2 separate regions of the Gossypium hirsutum genome follow, and region 2 is linked to region 1. The links are chromatin contacts, called in public Hi-C maps. All regions are on one chromosome and are shown on one strand. Each heading gives the region's core, a stretch centred on a gene start, on an enhancer-like site or on the middle of the called end of the contact. The rest is flanking DNA. Distances are from core to core; before and after follow the strand shown. Region 1 holds the start of LOC107914698. Region 2 has its middle 13 kb from the start of LOC107915202.

The links. Hi-C and Micro-C count contacts between places; a contact is called where the count stands out from the background.
Region 2: a contact with region 1 is called in a Hi-C map of anther, with 1.8 times the contacts expected there. The contact joins the enhancer-like site here to the promoter of LOC107914698 in region 1. A contact is called at or near these places in 8 of 34 Hi-C or Micro-C datasets (anther, callus and leaf).

What each region holds. Positions count from the first base shown.
Region 1 is chrD10:24,470,363-24,473,634 of Gossypium_hirsutum_v2.1, reverse strand. It overlaps LOC107914698, which reads right to left and starts at 1,906. Exons shown (of 4, transcript XM_016843703.2): 1 at 677-1,906. The coding sequence starts at 1,754.
Region 2 is chrD10:24,549,601-24,552,731 of Gossypium_hirsutum_v2.1, reverse strand. No RefSeq gene overlaps it. Among protein-coding and RNA genes, the nearest start is that of LOC107915202, 13 kb to the right of the region's middle. Within about 2 kb of position 1,706, at least 2 of the 9 cell types and tissues checked have an H3K27ac peak or open chromatin away from gene starts, as enhancers often do. A contact at or near this core is called in leaf, where this site is marked.

The sequences.
Region 1 (3,272 bases), core at 657-3,156:
CATTTTTCAGTTACAAAAGGTCTGGCACCAAATTGTAGACTAAAAACTAGTCGGTAGACAAGTATGAAAGGAATATGACTAAATATATACTACAAAATAGAAGGCGTCTTCTCATATCAAATGATATTCATTAAAGCTTTAATCACTTATACAGGGATACCCCTGAGCTATACCAAGGAAAACCTATGGTATCAAACTCACAGTATGTCATGTTTTATACCAGTTATCAAACAATGTATCAAAATCTCAATCATCCATTTTTCAGGAATCAAAGACTGAAACATTTGGTATAAAACTATACAGACTCATTCCGAGAAACTACCATCTTATTGAAGGTTCAAAACTAAATATAAAGCAGAAGGGAATGAAGGGCACCACACAAGGCTTTCCACTATATATCACACAATAAAATTCAAAAGACTGATATAGTTTCATCACCATCAGAACTATATGATATCATTGATGTATTTATTTTGCAGAAGTAAACCATAATCCCAAATAACATCAATAAAACTCTATCATATGATGTATTAGAACTAATGCTTTGGACTCTTGCTATGTTAAGGTAGATAGACATTCAACAAGGTAATAGATAGTGATAAATACAACCAAAGGAGCACTTAAATGTTGAAACAACACATCAGGAAAAAAAAAAGAGATATAACACAAAACGTACTTATAATTGCAGGAGACTCTGCCTTCTTTCCAAAGCGATGACGCGTGTCAGAGCTCGAACCCGAACCTGAACCGGTGTTCTTCTGATGCTTCCAGCTTCCCAAGTCCTCATACTCTCTGATCACATCTTTACCAAGACTATTATATACATCCCTCCAAAAACTCCTTTGTTCCCCAACCTTGGCAAACCTCAAAGCCTCTAACTCTTTTCTTGAGTACATTATCTTATTTTGAGTTTTGCTTTCTGTCTTACCCTTTTGAACTTCAAAAATTTTGGTTGATTCCATATGTCTCATAGCCACTGATTCCCCTAAGACCTCTTTTACATTCTTTCCCTTTCTTCTTGATCTTTTAGCTTTCTTACCATCAATTTCATGTTCCCCCTTCTTCTTCTTCTCATCTTTTACACTGCCATTTCCAGTTTTGGGGAGTGGAAATGATCCAATCAAAGCCGTATCATCGATGACTTCAATCTTTAAAGACCCTTTAACAGGCAAGTCAAGACCTTTGGTACCACTAACGCCGTTTCCATCATCAATCTTGGACGAGTTCGTTGCAAAACCAAAGACGTTTCCAACTTCAAGCTCAGTCAAAAGTCGTTTCTTTTCAGCTTCCAAGACATTTTCAGATTCCAAAGATTTTCCTTTTGCCACCCTTTTCTCCTCAAATTCCAAACCGGTCCCGAGATGTTCCTTGTTATCAGCTTCAATGGTGTTGACTTGGATATCAACTTCTTGAACTCCAAAAGAATCCTCTTTGCTTTCCACCTCATCCACCTTTTCTTTCTCGAAAAACCCAGAAAGAGAGACATCCTTTGGAGCGAAAGAATGAAGACCCATTTCTTGGTTTTCCTGAGAAAGAAGGGAAAAGCACTTGGGTTTCTTCTTTGGACTGCTATGATCCATAGCAGTTACTTCTTGGCAGCCTTGAAGGCCCGAATCCCGGTGGTCGGCGGTGGATTCATAGAGAGAAGGGGAAAGGTGAGGGGGAAGAGAAGTTTCTTGTTGTTGTTCAGAGCCAGAAGTTGTTCTCCGCTTAGAACAAACGTGTGAATCGGATTCCATCGCATAATCAGCCATTACTGAGAAAGAGCGAATGAATAAAGTGTTGGAAAGAGACGCTGGGGTTTTAGGGTGGGAGTTGGGAGGGAAATATATAAAGGAGGAGCAACAGAGGTAATCGAATTGAAAAAACAGATTGCATTGGGTTGTTTCGGTTTTCTCTTCATTTGGCCCATAATTTATACTCATTTTCTTGCTTCAAAGTATTCTCCATTATGCCTCACTTAAATTTAGCTCACTGCATTTATTTTGAATAATTTAATAAATTTATTTTTTATATTTATAAATTCTCATGATGACAAATTTTTCTCATCGGCCAGTGTACTACTTTTCGAGGTGGTGGATGTCATTTCTCCAATATTCTTATCATTCCACGAAATGTGAATATAAAACTACACTATTAAATTTAATTGTGTGCAAATCCAGTCATAATTAACCTACAAAAAGTAACATCATCAACAAACTACATCTCTTTGGAGATGATAAAGCATAGGCAACCATCTCATGTTAACAAATAAAATGTGAAAGGACAAGAACTACAATTAAAATTTCAAACATCAAAAGAAACCTAATTCTATGAACCTACTTATGCTTTTTCTATAATAAATTGTTATGATCATAAGTAATTTTAAAATAATAAAAATGAGTAAATGAGTAAAAGTTGTAGGTTGTTAGCCTACGCGGACAATTACAATTAAATTAACATATTTAATATAATATTTGATATTTGAACTTGACTTTTTTTTTTAATTTGGTACTTAGACACTTTTTAATCTAATTTGATATCTAAATTTGACAATTTTCCTAATTTGATACCTAAACTTCTTCTTCTTCTTCTTCTTCTTCTTCTTCTTTGTCTAGTTTGATACATAAACTTGTCAAACGTTACACAATTTACTCCTATAAACAAACAATATTATTTTTATGAGACAATAAAAATAACCGATGTATGACCACCATGTGGCAAAGGAAATGGAACCTTTTTTTATATTTTAAATGTTCAATTGCTTCTAATTTAATTTCTTTTAATTTTTAATTTAACATAATAAATTTCTTTTATTTTGGGTTTTTAACGCTCTTGTTTTTTTCTTCAACATCATCATTAAGCTTAGCTCAAAGCATAATTTTTTAACATGAGTTCCATCTTATACTAATAATATATTTGTGGAATTGAGGGCTTTGTGATGACCATACCTTAATTTAAGCATGCAATCCCTCTTGAATCATTCATGTAATCTCAACCCCAATGAAAAGTAAAATAGAGAAAACTTCAAATAACTGTAACAATTCCTGCCATTAAATTCCATGTAATCCGTCACATGTTGATAATACATTAGATATATTTGACAAGTTTAGGTATCAAATGTTATATTAAGGTAATAAAAAACAACCTTCACGAAACATTTAAATTTAAGAAAATAAAAATATTATATTAGGATAAACCACGCCATTAGTCACCCAACTAATAGAGTATTTTTATTTTGGTAATCGAAACTACAATTTCTATTCCATTACTAACATTTAAATTCAAATGTT
Region 2 (3,131 bases), core at 457-2,956, 79 kb before region 1:
TATGGCCTATCCGTGAGCACCTTAACCCTGAACCAGTTTGGACTATGAGGTCGAGAGATAAGTAGTTCTTACCACCTCATTATTCTAGTGGAAGACCAAAAGATCCTGTTGGGATATCGACTAGTTTATTGAACAAGAAAACCTAAAGCGACAGTTGATTATGATTACTGAAGCAAGCTAATTACCCATGCTCAGATTTGATAAATTTACTATTTGATTTCTCATTATTTCTTTATTTCTTTTCTTTTTCTTTTTATTATTATTAAGAATCCTAAAAACCTTCTTTTTTATTTTATCATAATATAATTCATCTAAAGTACTAATTAGATCTATTTATGCTTAGGTTAAAATTAATTTAGTGCTCACCTCCCTTGGGTACGATCCTTGGAGTACTCATCTACTCCATTGTAATTATATTACAACCTGGCCTGTATACTCGTAGATACTTCTTTTTCATATATTTTCTGTAGGATTTTTACTCTAAACGTTGGTACGTTCGGAAGCGATCATATAGATAATGTCGAAATAATAATAAAAAAAGAAAATGAGAGATAAGATAAGAAAAGAAAAATGGATGGGGTGCAAGCAAACTAATTAGATACCACCAAGAAGTTTTTTCTATCATGACCCAAAAGCTTTATTTCAAACCCAAACCTAAGATATGAGAATTTTTTTTTTTTTAAATGAAAAGGGTAATCCCCATAACATAGCATATAATCTTATGTTTTATCAATGAATCAAAGGATGATATATTATTAAAAATTTTAAAATTAAATTCACCTAAATTTATATTTATTGATATGAAAAAGAACTTAATTTATCAGTTGTTTCAATTCGATGTCCTAATTAATGTTCCAACATAGATTGGAACAATGCAGTTTGACAAATATATTACAAAAGGAAGATAAGACAAGTAGAGAAAAGAACACACGATATTTATTAGTGCAGTTTGAATTCACCAATCCTACTTTGTACAACCTTACTTATTAAATAATTTTATTCAACAATGAATCAGGAACCTATTAGTTAAAACTCAATCTACTATTATACAACGAATACTTATAGCCTAGACAAAGTGCCCTAATACATTCACTTACCCCAAATCCTCACTCACAAATCACAATAACCTAATATAAAAGTGCAAAAATATTCACACATTTAATCGTGAACGGATAAGGATAAATTTGGTTTGAATCAATCAATCTTTTTTCGCTCTTTTCTTCGAAATAAAATTCACTAACAAGATAAAAAGTAATTGCAACTTCAATCCAAGAATCATTTGTTGATACGAAACTAATCATTAACGACATTTTAACTATTTAAATTCACGGTCCTAAGTGTTGTTCTAACTTGTTAAACCACTTACTACAAACAATTAAAATAATTTTTTAATTAAAACAATTAACATAATATACATAAGACAATCATTAAGGACAAAATAATCTCTTTTTTTTTTTACCGTAAACGATTTGTAATTCATTATCGTACTCCAATTCGAACATAAAATCCTTAATTATATAATATTATTTCGACTCATCCAAAAGGAAATGACCTATTCGTAAGTTTGTCTCCTGAACCTTCATGAAGGCATATGATATCAGTTTAAGACTAGAAAAAGTATGTTAAATGTACTAGATTAAGTTTGGTTTTGTTGTGTTGGATGAGGACAAAACTGAACAATATGTAATTTATGGAGGGGTTGGGTTCGTAGCCACATACATGGAAGATGGCAGACATGGATGGATGGATGGTTGGGACTGGAAGGATATTTGAGCTATCTATTTTTTTGTCAATAAATGCCATGGGACAATCGTCGCTTTATTTGAGAGTCCCAACTCCAAATATAATTTGCTTATCAATAAATCAAAGAAAAAGAGTGAAAATTTTGATTTCGATATTGAAAAGATAAGAATTAGTTGATAAAGAAAATTTAAAGTTGTTGCTTGTACTCCTCACGAAATATTTTTTTATACATGTACTCGCTTTTGTTATAGATTTATAGTTTTATTTTTTAACGACTTTAAGAGACGTTTTAAAGTTTTCTTAATTTTACTTAACAAATAATCATGACATTATATATATTGTTACAATTTATAAACACATAAATGGTTACAATCAAATCACATTTATATAATAATAATAATTGTTTTCGTAAGTATTCACAGATATGCTTTGCTCATTGATTCACTTATTGTGACACGTGTAGAGACTCGTGTTTTATTGCAAGTGAGTAATTTATATTATTTATGGAAACAGTGCACAAGTAGGTGTAGGACAAAACACGTTAGCGAATAAATACAAGACTTGAACAAATAATGTAAACAAATATTTATATTTATGTAAAAACACCATATCTGACAAACAATTAAATAAACAAGATCTTGAAAACTAGAAATTGAAAAACAGACTACAAACTCAAAAGATCAAAAGTATTTTTACATTGTTGCAAAACAATCCGAGCTCCCATACGTCGTCTGGTCCTAAGTCAAAGACTTACCTGAACACACAAATATAAAACCAAAAGGTGAGCTATAAAGCCCATTGTATAACCAACATCAATTATAGTTAACCAAACATAGTATATAAATTAGAGTAAACACAACGAACTTAATAGCAACTGTAAAACCAGAACGAAATAGACCAGAGTATCACAGAGGTTGTCATCATGCTAATATAACAGAACAACACAAACCCACCAAAACAGGATAGAGCAGAACTAAATAGAACAAAACAAAGCAGAGTAGAACGAAACAAAGCAAAACTGAACAGAGCTACGCAGAGTATGTATGTTTATGCAGATGCGGTATTTTTTCAAAACCAATCAAAATGTAGATTTATCAAAAAAAACATCCTACCCAACTCCACTACACACTAAAATATAGTTCCCCTAGAACTCATCCAGCCAAATCACACCAACAGATAACTATGGATAGTGTCACCAGAATTTTGCAGTTAAAACTGCCAAATCAGATACATGTGGTCAAGCCACTAAAGTGCTGCCAATCTGCCAGAATAAAAATATAGATAAACCACCAGATAATGCAGATAATCAAACTGCCAGAAACTTCCTCCTTTCACATCATCCCAAGTCCCATGCAATGTGTCATGGCATGCATATACAGAACCAAAGT